2 separate regions of the Mus musculus genome follow, and region 1 is linked to region 2. A link is a contact called in public HiChIP or PLAC-seq data. All regions are on one chromosome and are shown on one strand. The core of a region is the stretch at or near the end of the contact, and the rest is flanking DNA. Distances in the headings are between cores, read along the strand shown. Region 1 overlaps Gm16685 (predicted gene, 16685). Region 2 has its middle 53 kb from the start of 1700010I02Rik.

Region 1 (4,311 bases), core at 1,718-4,217, 320 kb before region 2:
ATAGCCTGGCAAGCCACACTGAATTATGAATCCCACCAAGGTATATTGTAGCCGGTGGTTCTCCACCATCTCTCTCTTTTTTTAAATTAGGTATTTTCTTCATTTACATTTCCAATGCTATCCCAAAAGTCCCCCATGCCCTCCCCCCTCCACCATCTCTTAATGCATGCTTGTCCTCCACACTGTGCCTCGCTTACACAGCAGAAGAAAGAGTTAAACACCATCTTTTGTTTCTATTTGAAACCTAGAAAGGGTTGCTTTCTGATGGGTTTTCACCACATGACTACAAGCCCATCTGGACTGAAAGATAAAGCTTTCTCTGAATCCCATAAAGGACACGCATGGGTTCCAGCCCAGAAACAGTACTAAAAGGCGTCTAACAATTTGTTGATGCTCAGTGTCATCCAAAGGGTTCAATATCCTCTGCATCCTTAGAGAATTCACTTACAACCTGAGAAGTGCAATAAGCTGGTGTTAAATTAGCACCTCTGTTTGCTTTTTTCTTAGACTTGTCAAAAGAAAGATTAATGAGCAGGTTTTCTGCACTCAACTATAGCTTTTCTTAGAGGAATGTGGTGTCTACATCAAAATCCCATTTAGATGCAGAAAAACTCACTTGCAAGCAAAGATGACCTTTTCAACTTTCTTCTAGTTTCCCATTCTTATTTTTTTCCTAGCAAGCAAACATTTACTCCTATTTAGGTGTCCTTCAGCAACCTTCCCAACCCTCTGATGCCATGTATTATTGTTTGAGTCTCACTAAGTAAGATGGAAAAAAAATGAGAGTTCAGCAAAGGTGGAAACAATGAGAGAAAAACCTGTGGGGTCATTTTACAAATGGAATCGCTAAATAGCAGTGCTTCTTGCTGGGTAATAGCATAGAACCTTTAAATCACAGAGATTAGAGACAGGAGGTCTGGCAGGTCCCCTTGTCTACCTCCTGTAGCAGCTTTGTGCATTTCCCATGAAATGACATGAGTCCTGAGCATTTGCTGTAGCCCTGGGGGGACTTGCTCCTGGGTAATATATATCCCTGTTGAGAAAATTTCCCAGGGAACTGGCAAGCTTGTCTTTTGTTTAATATCACATTGTTCTGCATCTTTTCAGCCTTTGGAAATGCAATCATACTTATTCTGGTTCCTCCGTCCTTAAAACCAACAATCTTGTGACATTGTGGCAATGCTCTTGCCTTCTTGTCTAATAATTTGAGCCTATTGATACCAATTTGTGCCTCATAGTACTGTCCTTACAAATTAGAACCTATTGCTGAACCTAAAGCCAAGAGTTATTCACTCTATTTCCATTCATTCTGAATGGCAGATGTGACCCATTCTTCATTTGTGTGTGTATCCACTTCTATGAAAATGATGGTATTAAAGCCAGTGATTGGACATCATGACTTCAATAAGATGAAGATCATTCTTATTTTGCTAAAGACACAACCCAGGTTCACTATCTCATGGAATTAAATGCTCACTAGCTTGTCTGACTATGTGAGGTAGCACTGACTTTGAGTGTTTCAAAGCTTGTGCAGAGTCTGGCATTGTGGTTGTCCCTTATAAATACATTGTTCTATCTTTAGGTATTTAAAATGCCACACATTACAGTATCTTCAGAATATAAGCCCCATATTTTTAAGTTAAGCACACATTTCCTCTGTATTAGAAATGAATGTGGAATCTCCACTTAGGAGTATTGCTGGGCAAAAGTCAAATGAATATTAAAGACCAGACTTCACTTCAATACGCTCTGACTTGTTCAATGGAAAGACTTTTGCACTCATCACTATCATGTGGCCTCTGGTGATACACTCTTCATCCCTTAACATTTCCACTAAGGATTGGTGTAAGGTTTTACCCATAATACATCAGGGCTAAGTTACAACATTTAGAAAATAGTGTAGGGAAGGCTTTGGGGCAACAAAAAGGCCATGCATACAGAGAGTTTATCATGTAAATTATAGTTTGAATTCTTGGGATTCTAAGTCTCAAATTTTTTTGGTGTGTGTGTGAATGGGTGCCTGTCTGTTTGTCTGTCTGTCTGTCTATGTGCATGGTTTTGTGTGTGCAGTTGCATGACTGTGTGTCAGTGTACATGTTGAGGCCAGAGGAAAACCCTAAGTATTACTCTAAAGTGCTACCTACCACTATTGAGAGTAGATACTGAATCTTCCATTGGTTGGAAACACACAAATTACACTAAACTGACTGACCAGTGAGACCCAGGGATCCACCTGACTCTGTTCCCCAGCTTCAGGATCCCAAAAGCAAACCACCAGAGTAGGCTTCTTATGTTTATGCTGGGTCCTTGCTATGCACACTCCAGTGAAGTTTGCTTGGAGGCCAAGAGGCCTGGGAGCACTCACAAGGCAAAGAGTTTTACGGAAACTTACCTCCTGGAACTTTGGTGTTCTCATAACCCGTATACTCATACCCTATCCCCAAATTAGTCTGGTGTGTGGATCCACGTGCTCTCTTTCAGTATTATTTTATTATAAGTGCCTTTTAAGAGTGAATTCTGACATAGCTAAGCCTTCGCCATTGTTCCAACTTCCCAGAAAATCCTTGAAGTCGACAAACTTGGAACTCAGTAGGAATGCAGTGAGAAGGTTATCTATTCAGTAACATTCAAATTTACTTCTAGTAGAGACAATGAAACTAATTAGGCATTACAAAGAACGGAGCTGGAATAGCTCACGGCTGGTCTGCAGAGTGTTTACTTGGGACAATAGCCAGTCTTACCCAGACAAGGGAATTCACAATGGCTTAGAGAATAGGTGGGTTCACCATGAAAGAGTTAGGGAATCCCCCTGAGACAGGTTTCTTCACTAGGCTCAAAGAAACAGCATAAATCAGGAATTTACTAAGAACCCCTGGTGGTGGGCTTAACAATAGACTAGCATTACACCTGGCACCCTTCTTAGAGGTAAACAGCAGTGCCTGGTCCCCACCTTCTTTTGATGTATACATTCCTTTTGTATTGTGTCACTGTAACTCGGTGTATGTATCTTGCCTCTGTGTGTTGCATCTGTCTGTCCATCTGTCTGTCATTCTCCGACTCCTTGTCCATCTGCAACCAGAGACCTGTCCTAGGCAGACCAAGAGGGTCTGCGGCAGTTCCTCAGGTCCTCAGGCTTGCAAGACTAATCAGTTTATAGCCAAGCTGCCTCTACATGTTCACCCCTATTAAATTGTCTGATCTCTCCACTTAGTGGATTTTTTTTTCTTCACCCAATAGCTCAAAATACAGGCATTATAGTATCCCAGAGTCAAAACTCTTCCAACTCTACAAAGATGCTAAGGGAAATTATTTGTCCTTACTTCTGAAGAGTTTGCTAAAAATGGGAGATACTCATGCTCCTGGGAAACAACTAAACAATGAGAAAAGTTTTCATGATATTTTTTCAAGAAAGTCAGAATACTTTGGGGTACAACAAAATATCCCCTTATCCAACCAAAATGATCTTGTCTCAAGCTTTTCTACTATAGAAAGAAGACTGGGGGAGGGGCAGTAAAAGGAGTGGGAGCCTGAGACAGAAACTCGGAGTAGGTAGAAGGCAGTGAACAGAGGGCACTCACCAGGTTTCACACACATTATCTTGTCTACTTAGCACCTAAATGATTTTCAGGTCTGTGTGCCTCCCCCAGCTCATAAGCTTCCATCTACATGCACTGCTCTTATTTTTCAAAGACATGTGGTATTAATGAGACAATAATGTTGGTAAAGTGTTCTAATTTCTGTTGGGAGCTATTAAGGCAACTCTTGATCTCTGAATTGGGCCTCTCCCCCTGAGAAGAAAAGGGGGTCAAAAGCGGGCCACCAACACATGGATTCCGAGAACCACGGGATGTTCTAGCCCTAGGTCATCACCGATGTCCTGACCACACCCTGATACCACCAAGTTCCTGCTTCCCCGTGTAGCTGCCAAAAGAAAGAATTTCTATTGCCCCCCCCTCCCATAAGTACTTCTCCTTTTGCTTGTATTGCCCTACCCCTCCCACTGATAAGTATCTGTACTTCCCCTTTTGCTTGTGCATTTAAACCTTGGACCTTTCTCAATACATTGGGGTCTTGATACAACTTCAGAACGGTTTCCCTGTCGTTACTCGTACAAGACCCTTGTCTCTCTCTACCCCCCATTTGGTTATTAGGAGGAGGTCCCCTCGAGATCCTCGAATAACTGGACCTGCTGGACGGGTCAAATTTCCTTTGAGAAAAAAAGCTATACAACTTTATTGTTCTTGTTGGTCCTATGTAACTAATATTACTCACATTTATTTCATTTAGGGAAATAAAGTCTAAAAATCAAAT
Region 2 (4,553 bases), core at 325-2,824:
TCCCAGGAACTAAACCATCAACCAAAGAGTACACATGGAGGGACCCATGGCTCTAGCTGCATATGTAGCAGAGAATGGCCTTGTCAGACATCAATGAGAGGAGAGACCCTTGGCCCTGTGAAGGATCTCCCAGTGTAGGAGAATGCCAGGGTGGGGAAGTAGGAGTCGGTGGGTGGGTAGGTGAGCACCCTCATAGAAGCAGGGTAGGGAGGATGGGGTAGGGGACTTTCAGAAGGGAAGCTGAGAAATATGGTAACATTTGAAATGTAAATAAATAGAATATCCAATAAATTTTAAAAAATTTCTAACTCAATCTTAGGCTGGTCTAATATTTAGCCCAATATTAGAGATTCCTATTGTAGATAACTAATATTCTTAATTGTCTAGCAAAGTTAATTCTGAGCACAGCCCCCACTTCCAGAGAATCTCTGGCCTTTTCACTAATTCTAAAACCAGCCTGGAGACTGAGCTTGAGCCTTGCTAATTTGCAACTGAATAAAGTACCTGGACTTCCCCAAAAGAAGCTTTGTGATGTTACTCTCACTGTCTAAGATTTTGTCTTTCAAGCAGGTCAATCAACACCTTCAGCCTGACTGCAGTATTCGTACATCCCCGCCCCCAAGAGCATTCAGGTGGCAGCTGCTATTTTCATTCTAAAGACATTCCTGCATATGTTGTGGCTTTAGGTCTGATTTGAGATTTAGGTTTTCTATTAGAGCTAAAAAGGCAGAAATTTCAGATATTAGCAATAGTCACTTGGACACTTGGAACATTGATGAATTGGCCATAGATTTAAAAATAACCTAAATACATTGAATCCCCTAGATTGGGTTCAATATATAATCCTATTTGCTATAATTATTGGCACTATTTTATTAGTAATCATTGTGTTTCCACTCATCTTTAGAGCACTCCTAAAATCTGTAGCTACGACGAGGCGGGACATCCTAGAACTTCAGCTAAATAATAAAAGTACAGGGGGAATGCCACGCATACTCCGGTGAAGTCTGCTTGACAGGCTAAGAAGCCTAGAAAGCACTCGTGAGGCAAGAGTTTCACAGAAGCTCACCTCCTGGAGCCTTGGCGTTCTCATTAACCCGCACACTCTTACCCTATCCCCGAGTTTGTCTGGTGTATGGATCCATGTGCTCTCCTTTACAGTTATGTTACTATAGTGCCTTTTAAATTTGAATCTTGACATAGTTAAGCCAGTGTTCCAAAGTCCAAGAAAGACTGAGTAACTGATTACTTAGAATTCAACTAGGAAGTTACCTATTCAGTAACTAATTAGCATTATAAAAAAGACCGAGCCAACAGATCAGGGCTAGTCTGCTAGATGTTTACTAGGACAGTCTTATCCAGATATGGTTTACCTTAAGAAAAGTTAAGAAATCCCACTGAGACAGGTTTCTTCTTTAGGTCCTAAAATTCAGGCAGAACTATAGAGTATAAATAAATTTTATGCCTCAGGCCAGCCTTTTCTTTTTTATATTAACAACAGGGAGGAGATGTAACCCCCCTCCCCAGCCTGAAACCTGGCTGATCAAGTTTCACTGTTAGCACAAAGAAAGCATCAGGGTGGGGCCTGCCACCCTGTCACGCCCACTTCTACTGCCCGCTGCCTAGCTGTTCGGAGCTATCACGTGGTCACTTGAAACTTTACTCCAGGATGATTTGGCGGGGAATTGGCCCCCTTCCCCTGTTTCATAACCCAGTGTCGGAAATGGTAAAATCAAACCTTGATCAGACTGATTGTCTTGGTTCTGTCTTTCTCTCGTGCTGCCTAGCCCCCCTTCTTCTCTTCCAGGTTTCCAAGATGCCTTTCCAGACTAGAACCCAGGCATGTGAGCTGCTGGCCAGACGCAACACTGAAGTAAAAGCCATCCAGAGACTGCTCCACCTAGGGATTTATCTCATCTGCAGACACCAAACCCAGACACTATGGCTGATGCCAAGAAACATTTGCTGACAGGAGCGTGGTATAGCTGTCCCCTGAGAGTCTGTGCCAGAGCCAAACTAATGTGGCTCTGAGCAGCAAATCACGAAACTGAGCACAAGGACCTCAATGGAGGAGTTAGGGGAAGGACTGAAGGAGCTGAAGGGGTTTGCATCCCAATAGGAAGAAATACAATATTAACCAACCAGACTCCCTCAAAGCTCCCAGGGAGCTACCAACCAAAGAGTGCACATGGAGGGACACATGGCTCCAGCTGTGTATGTAACAGAGAATTGTTTACCTTAGCTGACATCAGTGAGAGGGGAGTCCCTTGGTCCTCTGAAGGCTCAATAACCCAACATAGGACAATGGTTGGGCCCCGAGACAGGAGTAGGTAGATGGGTGGGGGAGCACCCTCAAAGAAGCAGGAGATATGGGGGAGGGTGTATGGGGTTTGTAGAGGGGTACCTGGGAAATGTAATTATTTACATTTGAAGTGTAAATAATTAAAATAACCAATAAAAAACAAAGCAAAGAAAAAATAAAAGACAAGTGATGTATTCTTACAATACATAAGACATTCTCTCTATAATAGATACTTAGTAAATGTTAATATATGGATGTCTCTGAAATCTAGTAACGTAAGACTGTAATTCCCAGAAAAAAAAGCTATGGCTAGAGCTTTGGTGTTCTGACAAACTTTAGGCTATTTGAGCTGCCACAGAGAAATTCTATAACCTGCATAGCTTATAAACAACAAAAACCTGTTTCCTAGTTCCCAAGGTTGAGAAGGCAAGGTTCAAGATATTCTCAGATTCAGTGTCTGATAAGAACTAGATTGTATATGATGCCTTTACCTGTGTTCTCATATAGTGGAAGTACCTAGCTATTTCTCTGGAACTTAGACTATCAGTCCCAAACACAAAGCCTACTTTAATTATGGTTCTTTAACACTTCAAACTACCTTCTATCCCACCTACAAGAGGATATGGGAAAAGAAAGGTTCATGGAAAATGGGAGTTTTGAACCTCTTTAGTAGCAGTTCTTTGGGGCAATTCCAATCTTCATTGTTAAGATATCAAGCCAGTTGAAGATATCAAAACACAAGTCATAGTGGCAGTGCAGTCTAATCAGCAAATACCAAACACAAATCAATAGCAGTGGCTTCATCCAGAAAAAAAAAATCTTCACCTCCCAAAATTTTCATCTCCCACTAACACTGAAGGTTAAGATTTCACTCTGCCTCAAGAGAAGTAAGGCAAAGAGCAACAACTGTCAGTCCATGTCTCTCAAATTGTCTCCTAGGAAAGGAGATAATTTTACATTTTATTATCTCTAAATGATAACAATATCAATTGCTCAAAAAGAGAGCAATTGATATTGAAGCTGAAAAAGCAGAGGACTTGGTGTGTGTGTGTTGTGTGTGTGTGTGTGTGTGTGTGTGTGTGTGTGTGTGTGTATAGGAGTACCTATGTGTTTGTGTTTTGTGAGTTGTCATTGCCCAGAAGTTCTGCAATTCATAATTCTCACACTACCTACCCTACACAATCCCAATTCCCTGCTCTGATATTCTATCAGGAGGGGCAAGAGTGAGATGTCTTCCTGTGGTGGGTACTTTTTCCATAGGAAATTCTGCAGGATTGCTATAGTTCATTCTCACCTCCTCAGAAATACTGTTAAAAAGAAGGAGGGGGAGGAGTGGGAGGGGGAGGAGGAGGAGCAGGAGGAGCAGGAGCAGGAGGAGCAGGAGGAGGAGCAGGAGGAGGAGGAGCAGGAGGAGGAGGAGCAGGAGGAAGCAGCTTCACTGGAAACAAATCCCAGGGCACTCAGTGTATAAGACAAAACCCACATCACAATAAAAACGCAGATTCTAATTAACTTTGTCTATTTGCTTTATATACTTCACCTGAGCCTCCTCCTGCATATTCTGTAGACTCTGAGTAATAAATAAAGAGGTAAAGGAATAACTAATCCCTTATCTAAGTACCCACAGCAGAATATTTTGCAAGCAGCTTGGGCATCTGCACGGGTCATGGAATGGGTACAAAGTGTGCTGAGGATTTAGATGATGACTATTAAATGGTGGCAGTCTTCTATCTTCCCATGTAGTTTAATAACAGTATGCCATTCAATGTTTTCCTTGTAACTTCAATGGCATCATTCTTGACATTGTGCCAGTCTTCTATTGGAAGATAGGCTTCAAAATTACCTTTCAAGGTGTTGAGAACTAATCCCTATTGGAGACCCTTCTATCAAGTCTCACTTAATGGTGATCTTGGCTCTCTGGAAAGGCTTGGAAGATTGTTTTCCAAGACATGAGTGTACTTGCAATTTAGGACTAAGTTTATACACACTTTTTTTTCCCCACACAACTCTAAATTTAATCATGTTTATTGTAATTCAAAGGCTTAATTCTTGTGGAAATATTGATTCTATCTGAATGTTTTAATAGGGTACAAACTTAGGAAAGAGCTCTGAGTACATAAAGAAGGAATTAATCTCACTGCTTTTTCCTGGAGATTTTTCTGCTTGTCTTGTCACAAAGATTTGGGAGTAAAGCTGTACTTATACAGTCTGTGGTTACCAGTGAGATGTTGTTACTAGAGAATGACTGTGA

Evidence for each region. HiChIP or PLAC-seq counts read pairs in DNA pulled down with a chosen protein or histone mark.
Region 1: an H3K27ac HiChIP or PLAC-seq map of embryonic stem cells shows a contact between it and region 2, with 6 times the contacts expected there. The contact joins two enhancer-like sites. A contact is called at or near these places in 6 of 484 Hi-C or Micro-C datasets (all in embryonic stem cells), 11 of 115 datasets of contacts at active chromatin or transcription factors (embryonic stem cells and stem cell-derived epiblast-like cells) and 1 of 9 other capture datasets (embryonic stem cells).

The regions. Positions count from the first base shown.
Region 1 is chr3:7,680,179-7,684,489 of GRCm38.p6, forward strand. The region is part of intron 2 of Gm16685 (predicted gene, 16685); the gene reads left to right. Among named protein-coding and RNA genes, the nearest start is that of Il7, 69 kb to the left of the region's middle. Within about 2 kb of position 2,968, at least 11 of the 459 cell types and tissues checked have an H3K27ac peak or open chromatin away from gene starts, as enhancers often do. A contact at or near this core is called in embryonic stem cells and stem cell-derived epiblast-like cells, where this site is marked.
Region 2 is chr3:8,005,262-8,009,814 of GRCm38.p6, forward strand. No RefSeq gene overlaps it. Among named protein-coding and RNA genes, the nearest start is that of 1700010I02Rik, 53 kb to the left of the region's middle. Within about 2 kb of position 1,575, at least 22 of the 459 cell types and tissues checked have an H3K27ac peak or open chromatin away from gene starts, as enhancers often do. A contact at or near this core is called in embryonic stem cells and stem cell-derived epiblast-like cells, where this site is marked.